Regions from separate parts of the Mus musculus genome. Here region 1 is linked to region 2. Evidence: chromatin contacts called from public Hi-C data. All regions are on one chromosome and are shown on one strand. Each heading gives the region's core, a stretch centred on a gene start, on an enhancer-like site or on the middle of the called end of the contact. The rest is flanking DNA. Distances are from core to core; before and after follow the strand shown. Region 1 overlaps Cacna1i (calcium channel, voltage-dependent, alpha 1I subunit). Region 2 holds the start of Cacna1i (calcium channel, voltage-dependent, alpha 1I subunit).

Evidence for each region. A called contact is a pair of places that touch in the nucleus more often than the background predicts.
Region 1: a Hi-C map of the N1E-115 cell line shows a contact between it and region 2, with 6 times the contacts expected there. The contact joins the enhancer-like site here to the promoter of Cacna1i in region 2. A contact is called at or near these places in 7 of 39 promoter capture datasets (the 3T3-L1 cell line, embryonic stem cells, epiblast stem cells and 3 more), 2 of 15 datasets of contacts at CTCF or cohesin (the NIH/3T3 cell line and large pre-B cells), 8 of 484 Hi-C or Micro-C datasets (B cells, the N1E-115 cell line, Th17 cells and 3 more), 5 of 115 datasets of contacts at active chromatin or transcription factors (embryonic stem cells, forebrain and neural progenitor cells) and 5 of 9 other capture datasets (adipose tissue, embryonic stem cells, liver and 2 more).

Annotation. Positions count from the first base shown.
Region 1 is chr15:80,359,644-80,365,513 of GRCm38.p6, forward strand. It overlaps Cacna1i (calcium channel, voltage-dependent, alpha 1I subunit), which reads left to right. Exons shown (of 37, transcript NM_001044308.2): 10 at 2,220-2,629. Among named protein-coding and RNA genes, the nearest start is that of Gm41363, 38 kb to the right of the region's middle. Within about 2 kb of position 2,983, at least 14 of the 459 cell types and tissues checked have an H3K27ac peak or open chromatin away from gene starts, as enhancers often do. A contact at or near this core is called in the N1E-115 cell line, where this site is marked.
Region 2 is chr15:80,284,603-80,290,441 of GRCm38.p6, forward strand. Cacna1i (calcium channel, voltage-dependent, alpha 1I subunit) reads left to right here and starts at 2,636. Exons shown (of 37, transcript NM_001044308.2): 1 at 2,636-3,175. Gm31319 (a long non-coding RNA gene) reads right to left here and starts at 5,129. Exons shown (of 2, transcript XR_384257.3): 1 at 4,908-5,129; 2 at 3,266-3,810.

The DNA.
Region 1 (5,870 bases), core at 1,733-4,232, 75 kb after region 2:
TGCTCTCTGGGATGGGTCTATAGTGCAGTTGCTAGTGTGCTTGCAGAGCATGCTTGAAAACTCTAGTTCAAGTACCAGCATGGTGGTAATCCTGGGGCTTGGGACATAGAGTAGGAGGATCAGAAGTTCAAGGGTATCCTTAGCTATATAGTGAGTTTAAGACTAGTGTGTGCTCCATGAGACCCTGTTGCAAGGAGGGAGGAAGAGAAGGAGAGAGGGAGAGAGGGAGAGAGGGAGAGAGGGAGAGAGGGAGAGAGGGAGAGAGGGAGAGAGGGAGAGAGGGAGAGAGGGAGGGAGGGAGAGGGGAGAGGAGAGGAGAGGAGAGAGAAGAGAGAGAGAGAGAGAGAGAGAGAGAGAGAGATTCCTTAGCCTGCTTCTTTCAAGAAATAGCCCTGAGAAAGAGGCAGACTAGAAATCATGTCTCCAGTTTTCAGATGGGAAACCAAGGCCCAAGGAGATGAGAGAGTCACTTAAGTGGTCCAGTGTGTCTGTGTAAGACTCGGTCATATGGAATGTCAGAGGTGGCCTTTTCTCCAGAGTGTTTGTCTCTAGCTGCAAATGCACAAAACCCTAAGAGGAGACAACCCAGAGCTCCCAGGAGCTCTGCTTTCTCCTCGCTACTATAGAGAAGTTATCAGGCCCCAGGACTGTTCCTCAAAGCAGCTGTGGAACATGGCATGTCCTGTTCCCCTTGATCACCCTGGTGGGGCCTCCTGTCTCCCCCTTCCAGGGCAGGGCTCAAGGATTCTATTAGTTTGTGCCTGTGATTGACAGTTGTTGTCTGAGGCCCTGGCTAGTGGACTCCATGCTCCTAGCTGTCATAACCTGTCAATCAGAGAGACCAGCAAAGATCAGACAGTTGTCCACTGTTGTTAGTTGTCCACTAGTCATCTAGATGTGGTTCCAGGCGGCCTGTGGGCTTGGCCTAGCAGTGAAGAGGAGAGCTGGGGTCTGGGCAAGGCTAGTTCTTCCCTTCCTAAGGATGTGGACATAGGGACAGCTTCTTGGAATGCTGTGAAGGGAAATTTTATACTTTTTAGTCCACCGACTTCTCAGGCCTCCATCCCATCTCTTTTCCTGGGTCGAGTGTTAATGCAGTCTGAGAAGGAAGGGCTTTGGTCCTCCATGGCTGGAGTAGGATGACCCAGGTATCTGGTTGCTTTGCCGTGCTCAGAGGCCTGTGTAGGAAAGTGCAGGCTTTCCCACTTCTCTTCCTTTACTGTTTTTTCCCCCTCTCTTATTCAAGCAAAATGTGTTTATGTTACTATAATATAGGGAAGTGCAAAGAAGAAACCAGCCAGGCAGTGGTGGCACACACCTTCAATCCCAGCACTTGGGGAGGCAGAGGCAGGCAGATCTCTAAGGCCAGCCTGGACTACAGAGTGAGTTCCAGGATAGTCAGGGCTACACAGAGAAAAACTTAAAATTAAGAGAAATTAAAGAAGAAAAGCAGCAGCAGCAGAAGAAGAAGAAGGAAGAGGAGGTGGAGGAGGAGAAGGCAGAGGAGGAGGAGAAGGCAGAGGAAGAGGAGGAGGAGGAGGAGGAGAAGGAGGAGAAGGAAAAGAAGAAAAGAAGAAGAAGAAGAAGAAGAAGAAGAAGAAGAAGAAGAAGAAGAAGAAGAAAGAGGAGGAGAGGAGAGGGAGGAAGAGGAGGTGGAGGAGGAAGAGGAGGAGGAAGAGGAGGAGGAAGAGGAGGAGGAAGAGGAGGAGGAGGAGGAAGAGGAGGAGGAGGAGAAGCCGCCAAACCAGCTACAGGGAACCCTTCCCAACACCTCTTTGAAATGGTTTATACAAATCCAAGGCCAGTTGGGGGTTGAAAGTCTCAGGCCTTATCTGCTGTCACCCTTCCTGTCCCTTGTCCCCAATCTAGCCTGACTCTCACTGTCGTGGGGTGAATTCCTGGGAGCTCCCAGAGTCTGCCTCAGTCCGGTCTTCCCCACTTCACACAGCTGGGCAAAGTAAGGAATGTCAAAGTCATTATAGCTTCCTCCGAGTGGTGTCCACTCTCCATCCAGACCTGCAGTCCCCAGATCCCCATACCTGTGCCTGGGAACATTTGCTGTGTGACAGGTCCAAGGTCAAGGTCAAAGGTGACCAACCATTAGCATGACTGAAGTATGATGAGCCTGTGTGTGGGGTCAGCTTGTTTCACACAGTGTCCCTGGGGGAGGTGGGGACCTAGTTTAGACACTAATGCTGCCCCCCCCATTTGCTTTTCAGAGCTGTGCCCACGACACAGTCCCCTGGACACCACTCCCCACACACTGGTGCAGCCCATCTCTGCCATTCTGGCCTCCGATCCCAGCAGCTGCCCTCGCTGCCAGCACGAGGCAGGCAGGCGGCCCTCTGGCCTGGGCAGCACTGACTCGGGCCAGGAAGGCTCAGGTTCTGGCGGTTCTGCAGAGGCTGAAGCCAATGGCGATGGACCCCAAAGCAGTGAGGATGGGGTCTCCTCAGGTTTGGGGAAGGAGGAGGAACAGGAGGACGGGGCAGCCCGACTGTGTGGGGATGTGTGGCGAGAGACACGGGCCAAGCTGCGGGGCATTGTGGACAGCAAGTACTTCAACAGAGGCATCATGATGGCTATTCTGGTTAACACTGTCAGCATGGGCATCGAGCACCATGAACAGGCAAGTGGGGATACAGGGTTTGGGCTGAGTGGGGGATGGAGAAACAGGCTGGCATGGAGCCCTGGGTTCAGGTTGGGCAAGGGCATACCCAGGTCTCCCTGAGCCTGGCTAGAGTAGAGTCTAACCCTTCCATATGGTTTCAGCACTTTGCCCAAGGCCACATTCAAGGGGTCAAGATGGTCTGAGGTATCTGCAGGGTGAGCGGATTACAACTGAGGCTTGACAGCATAGGACTCAGGGGTTGAGACTCAGGGCCCATTGCTTTTCCTCCTAGGCTGCCTGAAGTCAGCAGTCTATAGGCTACTCCTGGGGTAACAGCCTGTCAGATCCAGGCACCATTTGGAATGACCCAATTCCCTGGCTCCTGTCTGCTAGTCTTTGTTTTTGGAGGCGTGGCTTCCTTGGCCTGTTCTTCAGCCTGGTGGGGCACCCCCACTTGCCAGCTGGCTATGCCCAGCCTACTGACTCGAGGTCCCACAGCTAGCCAGCAGTCTGGTTCGAACCCACTTCCCGTGGCAACATTGATACTCTAGCAGGATTTAGAACCTGGACCCCCTTGGCTTTGGAGTCATCGTAGTTCAGCTAAGCCCTCTCCTGTGCCTGGAGTGGGCCACACTCTTCCTGTCTCTGCTCATTAGCTCACCAAACACAGGCTTCATTCAATTTAGTTAAATGCAGCCCCTGGGGCGGGCACCCGACACTCAGTTGGTACTGCAGGCTTGCCAGCTATTCTGACTTAATTAACAAGATCTTTGGGGAGGGCTGCTGGGTGGGATTTCTGCAGGGGGGAAGCTGGTGAGAGGAGAGGCCTATACTTTGCCTCAAGGCCCTGGACTGTCAGAATGCAGAGACTCAGCAGGGTTTTCGCTCTTGGGGAAAGGCTCTATGGAAAGAGCTGCTTTGGGGCATCTGGCTCTAGTCTCTGCACCCTGCTATACCTGAGTCAGGCACTGTCTCTGGCTTGTTAGAACCAGCTGGTGAGAGCCAGTTTTCTCACACTTGGGAATCTAGCAAGCAGTTGTTAAATAGTTGCTTGCTTGAAACTATTATGGGGTTATGGGGAAAGTGTTTACACCATGGAAATTGGCAGACACTAAAGATCGGGGCTCTTTTGGGTTTACCTGAGCTTCCACTGGTCTCTGAATTCTTGAGACCAAGTCCCCCTCCCAGGCAACACCATAGCCAAGGCAACTCTTCCTTTGCCCTCCTGGCTTGACCTCCAGCCAGTCATGGTCCCCATGTGAGTCTGCTCAGGTTCTCCTCTAGCTCCTGTCCCTTGTACCTGCCACATCCCACTTGAGCAGGCTTGCTTTCCTTAAACATTTGCTTTTGGCCAGACATGGTAGTGCCTACTTTTAATCCCAGCACTCAGAAGCAGAGGCAGGTGGACCTCTGAGTTTGAGGTTAGCCCGGTCTACAGAGCAAGTTCCAGGACAGTCAGGACTACTAAAAGAAACCCTGCCTTGAAACAACAACAAAAACAAACAATAAAACCATTTGTTTAATTACACGTTTACCCATTGAGCACCTCTGTATGGCTGCCAGAGCCTCTTCCCTTGGGACAGCAGAAGTCATGTGATGCTGAAGTCCCCACCCACCTGGAATCCCCACCTGGTTGGAAGAGGCTCTAGTCAGTTGGAGGGTCTCCCCTGATCTCATCTGTAACTTCAACAGAGCGATGTCTTCCCGTAGGGCTACCTTAGGGCTTCCTGGGAACCTACTAAGCCCCAGGCCTAGAGAGAGCAGGGTGTCCCTGAGTCCTCATGTGTGTTTCCTAAGCCAGTGTTAGTCACTGCTTCCTGTTTTCACACTTGGAAGGCCACTGTTCAGAGGCCACGTTGTTTGTTTATGGCCTGAGTTCCAACCCTGGTTCTGCAGCTGACAGACAGGGTGGCCCTAGGAAAGTCACATGCTTATCTAGCCGGTGTCTCTGTCTACTGATAAGCCAGACCCTCTCCACTGCCCCTGGAAGGGCAGATATGTGAATTCCGGTGTCCTGTAGGCACCTAGGACTCTGCCATTACTAGCAGGTTTTTTTTTTTTTTTTTGTATGAGCCTTCTGCCACCAGCCTGGGTAAGTTTACCATCCACTGTCTGGAGCCTCAAAAATTAATTAAAGAAGAAGCCAGGAGGAGGAGGAGGAAGCATTTTTAAACCATTCTTTTTAAAGCAGCTCCGAGTGGCAGCCATTGTTCAGCGGAGCTCTGCGCAGGGCCTGTTGGTATTTTCGTTCCTCGCCCTGGGCTCTCAGACATCTCTCTGCGGGGAAACTGATCCGCCCCCAGGTTTATTTTGAGCGTCCCCCACTGAGGTGGCACCCACAGAGAGAGGTGGCCCAGGGTTGCAGATGGCATGCAGGAAGGAAGGGGAGAGTATCAGAGGGTCCTTCCCTGCCACCTCCACTGGGCCCTGTACCCCACCCAGGCCTGCAGAGAACTCTGATCACTGCAAAGGGACAGGTGGTGACATTCTGCCTTGTCACCCCTGCCTCCCTAATTATAGGGAGCTCAGTCCAGATGCTCACGGCCTTTAGCATGGTCACTGCTGCTCAAATAACGGAGAGCTGTCACCAGGAACAATTTGTTCAAGGTCCCTATGGCTGTGGATATTCCTTATCGGGACTGGCCTAGGAGGAGGTGGCAGGTGAAAGAATGTCAGCCAGTCAGGGACCGACATGTGTCTCATGAAGAGGGAGAGAATTCCCCAGAAGGGCAGGGCATGCCTTGATGGCAGAGCACTTGCCTAGCATGTCCTAGGTTCAGTTCCCATTCCGGAAAAGAAGAAATCTCCAGGGGACTTTCGGAGATTTGAGAAGTCCACACTCCTGGGGTAGGTAATCTCTGATTGAGTTGTGTGACCATCAAAGGGGTCAGGGCCACTTGGCTGCTGGGCTCTGTCTTCATAGAAGCCATGGAGGGCAGGCAGGGTATGTGTCTCATCCCCACTGGGAAGATGGGCAGATGGGGAAACTGAGGAAGGTGCATAGGCTGCCCACGTGACCTGACATGCAGCTAGCAGAGCTGGCTCTGGGGTGCAGAGGGCAGCCGTGGACAATGACAGTAGAGGTGGGACCCAGGGCCAGGAAGATACTTAGAGTAGATTCGGCCTTGGTATCTCTGACTAGAGCTGGTGCTCCTCTCAAGCTGGGCAGGGCCACCCTGAAGCCTCACCTTGGCCTCAGTGAAGGCTGGTCAAGGTAGAGAGTGAAAGGAAGAACTTTGCATGGAGTGGGCAGCAGCAG
Region 2 (5,839 bases), core at 1,386-3,885:
CCTCTGAGAGGGACCGCCCGCCCCAGCCTTGCTTCTTGTAGAGATACAGGAGTTGCACACCCAGCCTGCAGTAGTTGCTGGTTTCTCTCACTCCTCCTTCCTTCCTTCCTTCGGTGGCCTTTATTTGAATACTCCATTACTCTCTGGCTCACTCACTGTCCTGGGGGTGGGGGGTAGGATGGGCTGGGTGCATTGAAGATCAAAGATGCCCAGGGAAACAAAGGAGTTGCCTGGAAGGAAGAGAGGTGTCACCCTGGGGGATGCATTCTAGGGCTGGGTATCCAGCCTTTCAAAGGACTGTGCTGAGGGCTTAGACCTTCAAGCTCACTACCTGGTAGGTTCTCCAAGTCCTGCAGAGCCTTGGGAATAGCCAGTGTGGTGAGGAGAGAATGGCTGGGGTGTTCTTCCCACCCTGAAGTCTGTCATTCTCCATGCCCTGGTCTTTTTAGCTGTGCAGTCCGCTGGCCAGAGCCGGGCATACCTGCACCTACTCCTGCCTCCTCGGTGTTTGCCCTTTCCCTTGCCCCATACATCTCTGACTCAGTCCTGCATAGCTTCTGTGGTCCAGTTCATGTGTCTCACCTCTGATGAGCCATTCTTGGAACCCACTGTGATCTGAAGCCCTCCTGTCCAACCTGGGGACCTCTGGTTGGCTGGCTGGTTCAATTCACACTACAGGAGGCCTCCTAACTTACCACACATTCCCTGGGAGTCTTTTTATAAAAATTGTCTCACCTCCGCAGTCTGGCCCCTCTGCCAGAACAACTGGTTCCTGGGGCATTTGCTACATTTTTTCCTCCTGGAGCCCAAGCCTCATGAAGAGACCCCACCACACACTCTCCATGGAAGTCGGAAGGGCCAGACAGGGTGGCCCATCTTGCAAGGGGGGTAATGATAGTGGGGAGCTGGTTAGTTTTTGTTAACTATTTTTAAAAAGATTTATTTTATTATTCATTTTATGTATGTGAGTTCACTGTTGCTCTCCTCAGACACAGCAGAAGAGGGCATCGGATCCCATTACAGATGGGTGGGAGCCACCATGTGGTTGCTGGGAATTGAACTCAGGATCTCTGAAGAGCAGTCAGTGCTCTTAATTGTTGAGCCATCTCTCCAACTTGTTTTGTTTGTTTTGTTTTGTTTTGTTTTGTTTTGTTTTGTTTTGTTTTTCAGCTCTCCCCCACCAATCCCCTCCCCTTCTCCCTTTTGCTCTGGCCCCCACTTGCTCTGGCTATCCAGCCTGGTTTTTGTCAACTTGACACAAACTAGAGACACCTAGAAGGAGGAGAGCTCAGGTGAGGAACTGCTTCCTTAGATTGGCCTGCGGACACAGCTGTGGGCTGTTTTCTGGATTAACCGAAACCCGCTGTGGTACCACCCCTGGATAAGTGGTCCTGGGTTGTATAAGAAAGCAAGCTAAGCAAGCCACCAGGAACAAGTCAGGAAGCAGCAGCCCTCTGGTAGCCTCTGCTTCAGTCCCTGCCTCCAGCTTCCTGCATGATGGCTGCTTAAAGCCCAATAAACCCTTTCCTCCCAGAGTTGCTGTTGGTCAATGTCCTACCATTCCAGCAGCAGAAAGCTAAGACAAACTGACAGTGGGTATGGACCGGGGAGCACCCACTTCATACATGGGGCGGCTGCTCTCCAGCAGAGCGACCTCTGGCTTAAGGCTCATCTCTAGTCTCAAGTTTTGTTGACAGCAAAATGAGGTGCCCTGTTCCAGGGTCCCAGGGAAAACAAGCAGTTGATTGGCATTTGGCAGGATCTCGATACCTTTAATCTGCTTATATACATAGGAACCAATGAAAAGGGCTCACAATCCTGCACACTCCTTCCTGGAGTCTATAACCCATGCAGGGGGGAGGTGGGGCTACCTGGTAAGAGGGCTGGGATTGGGGAGTTGGTGCTGCAGAAAACAAGAGAGATGGGTGCCCATTTCATGGTCTCTCAGCTGCCCAGGGGTGAGGTGGAAGATTGACCTTGCAGCTGGGTAAAGATGGGCATCTGCTCACCTCGTGGACGGGAGGGGGGCGTGTAGGTCACTCAGAAGCTTTTAAAAGGAGGTAGGATTTTCCTTTTCTTTTTTTGAGATTGGGTTCTCATTATGTAGGCCTGGAACTGGCTTTATGGACTAAGGATAATCTCGAATTTAAAGGTCTGCCTGCTTCTTCTGGGATTACAGGCATGCAACGGCCACTGCTGGTGGTCTTTTGCGTCCATCTTGAAGGGCAGGAAGAAGTGGGACCAGAATGGGAAGCTTGGTGGGAACTTGGGTTTCTGAACGACCTTTGGAGACCGGTTCGAGCATTATGCTGGTGACCCCCTCATTGGGCAGTGGAGCAAGCACCCCAACAGGAAGCCCAGTGAGAATCCGAAGTGTAACAAGACCAATAAGCGTTAGGCACCTGGGCTGCTCATTCAAAGGCTCTCCCGTTTTTACGCATGATGGACAAAGCCCAGGGCCAAAAGGGTCAGGACCCTCCCCAGCGGTGCGACCCTAAATTGTTAGGAGGTGGCTGCACTCCCGGGGGCTCCCGCCTCTCCGGAGGGGACTCAGTCGCGCCACCGTCACTCAGTCTGTCGCCCGCACACCTCCCCCTCCAGCGCCCCGAGCCTGCAGCTTTCCCCGAAGACATTTGGTGTCAGTATAAGGACGGCTTTTCCTCGCACGCGGCGCGGCTCGGTCTCGCCGCCGCCGCACGTCCCCGCACCGCCTGGCGCTCCGGCTCCTCCGCAGCCCCCGTCGCGCGCAGCCCCTTTGCGCCTCGAGTCCGGGCCGGGGGCGCCAGGGGCGCCGAAGCCGGGGACCCGGGTGACCCGACCCCGCGCTCCGCCGCGCCTGCCGCCCCGCACCTGCCCTGCCGCGGCCCCGCGCCCCCGCCCCCGGCCCGGAGCGCCGCGCGCCCGCCGCCCGCCGCGCGCTCCAACTCCGCGCGGTCCGCCGCTCGTCCGCGCCACCCGCCCCGAGCCGCGGCGACCCGCCCGCCATGGCCCGCGCCCCCGGGCCCGCCACCCTGCGTGCGCCGCCCCCCTCGCCCCGGGGGCGCAGCTGATCCCGGAATCTGAGGCGTGGGGCCGGCGGGGCGCGGGGTCCCTCTCCACGCCGGCTTCGGGGACACGCGTCACCCCCGCATCTCTGCCCGGGACGACCCCGCTGCCCAGCCACGTCCATGCCAAGGTAGGGGAGGCAGTGACGGTGGAGGGGGAAGGAGAGGCTCAGCCCCCAGCTTGGTTTCTTGGCGCGTCGGGCTCTTTCTTTATAGAGGCGTTTTTGTTTGTTTATTTATTTATTTATTATTTCTGGGGACTGATCCCCCTCACCCGCCCGCGCGTACCCATCAGGTGGGCGTCACATCCCTTGCTTGGGGGGTGGGGTGGGGGCCCTGCGTTGGAAGGACAGGGAACTTTGACCGGGGCCCCTCTCCAAGGCCACGAAAGTTCTCTTGGTGCCAATACTGAAACCCAAAGCCGGCTCAACCAGCGCTGCAGAAATTTATTCAACAAGTCAGGCTGCTGGCGGGGGCCCGGGCGGTCTGTCCGTCCGTCCTGCTGTCCCTCTGCTGCGGCTCTGCGACCAGCTGGATCAGAGCTGGTGCCAGTGTCCGGCAGGGCTGAGCTAGGAGCGTTAGCTAGAGACGGAGGACGGCGGGCGGGATTGAGTGAGAGAACCCCGGGCAGGGTTTAACTTTCCTCCAGGCCGGGTGGTGGAGGGCCCTTCCTTCGCCAGTCACCCTAGGCGCCCACCTAGGTCGCGCTGCATGAAGCCAGGTCGGGTTGGAGCGGGCAGTCCAAGGGGCCAAGAGGAGTCCTCAGCTGCCAGGGAGAAGGTTATATAATGAGTGTTTGTGATGATTGGGATTTAATTGTCTGTTGGATGGTGTGTGTGGAGTGAAGGGGCAAGAGGGCTCAGCAGGGGGTGGGTAGATCTCTTTTCTGGGAGGTCAGGAAGCCTGGGGGAGGGGGCTCAGAAATAGGCCCAGCGGAGACAGCGGCCAGCCCCTGTGCTCTGTCCTTTCTCAGCAGGATCTTAGGTTTTTGAGAGGAGATCGGGGTCCAAGGAGAGACCCCTGAATGTATTCTGGCCTGTGGAGTCTGGGTTTTGAGTTGTATGCATGTGTGTAGGTGTGAGTGCATGCGTGTGTGTGTGTGTGTGTGTGTGTGTGTGTATGACAGAAAAAAGGAGAGAGGCAGAGAGAGAGAGAGAGAGAGAGAGAGAGAGAGAGAGAGAGAGCCTGCCTCTCTGTGTCTGCGTAGTGTGACAGGGTCTGCTTCGCATGTGACTGCCGTCCTAGAATGGAGGGCTCAGGCTGGCCTGAGCAGTCCTTTCCTCATTGCTCATTGTGTGGGAGATTTGTCTCTGCAGATTCTACCACTGCCTGCAGACTCAAATGCCACACACAAGGAAGGGTATGGGTCCCAGGGCCAGGCTGGGGAAAAGGTTTGCTGAGGGGGTTCAGGCCTGTCTTCTGGTTCTCACTCACTAAACTGGAATCACTTCGTGAATCAACATCCGGACTCAGCTTCAAGGACTCCTTCAAAACTCTTGTCCACCCCTCGGGACAAACTTTCTGTTTGGGCTCCAAGTCCTGGGCCTGGGCAGTAGTGGTTTCCAGGCACGGGGTATCAGTGGGTGAGATGTCAGGATGGGATAGGAAGATATGAGCTAGAACTAAGCTTGGGGCAGCAGATTAGGGGTGGATGAAGAGACAAGAAGGGGACCCTGCGCTGGCCTGGCACCCAACTGGAGAACCTTCCATAACCGTAGAAGGCCTGAGGGAATCACTACGGCTGCTCAGAGCAGTGCCTGCGAGCAGGAGGCTCCTCAGGCAGCTAGAACAGTTTGGGGGAGGGGCTAAAAGCCTGTCTGGAGGCCCCTCTTTCCCTCGACTGAAGTTCTCTACCCTTCTTACCTGAGTTCCTGTCTAACCTCCTTGTCTGCCTTCCCCACTTGGCTCTTGAATCAATAGCTTCTGCAAGACTGGACCAGTGAGGGTATCTTCTAAGTCCGCCAGGGGGCGCCGGCAAGTCTTTATCCCCGCAGGTTGACTCCCCTTGACCTTGGGCAAGTGGGTGGGGTTTTGCTGTAGGAACCTCCCGCTCACTCCTCCACCCTAGTCGACTCTCCACCATAGAGGACTTGCTTGTCATTCACCCATCCTGGGAAGCGGCTACTGCAAGCGGTACCCTAAAACCTCCAAGTGCTTCTGAACTCAAGAGACGTGCTCAGAACACACAGTCTGGCCACATCTCCTGCTCTGTCCCTACCGTTCATCCCCATACCCCAAGTGCAGCTCCCAGGACAGACTCTGGGCCGTGCCCTTCCCCCACAGAGGCCACCCCCAGCAGATTAGAGCTCTCTTGCCGAGGTGATGATAAAGGCTGGTGCGGTTTCACTGCCTCTCATCATTGTCTTGTTCTCCGACTCCCCAGCACTGCATTTAGGATGCTTCAAAACGGCCTGCAAAGAGTAGATGCTGGGTTGGGGTGTGTGTATGTGTGTGTGTGTGTGTGTGTGTAGGTCTAGAGGAGGGGAGATCAGGGCCCATTTCCCACCCTTGGTTTTGGCTCCTCCATCCCTTCTCCCCCCCCCCCCCTCTTTCCCCCACTTCATCTCTTCCCTCCCTCTCTCCTTTCTGGAGAATATTTTCTACCCACATGTTCCCGGAGTGTGCCTTGTGTAGTGCCCTCTGTTCACCCTGGTGTTAGGTCTGGGCTGGGACTCCACAGCTGTGTGGGCGCAGGCTCCTGTGTGAGCATCTGGGAATCCCTGGTCTGCAGGCCTGTGGGTCCTGAAATCTGAGAGATGCGGGGCAAGCCTTCCTCATCCTAAGCTGCCAGCCAG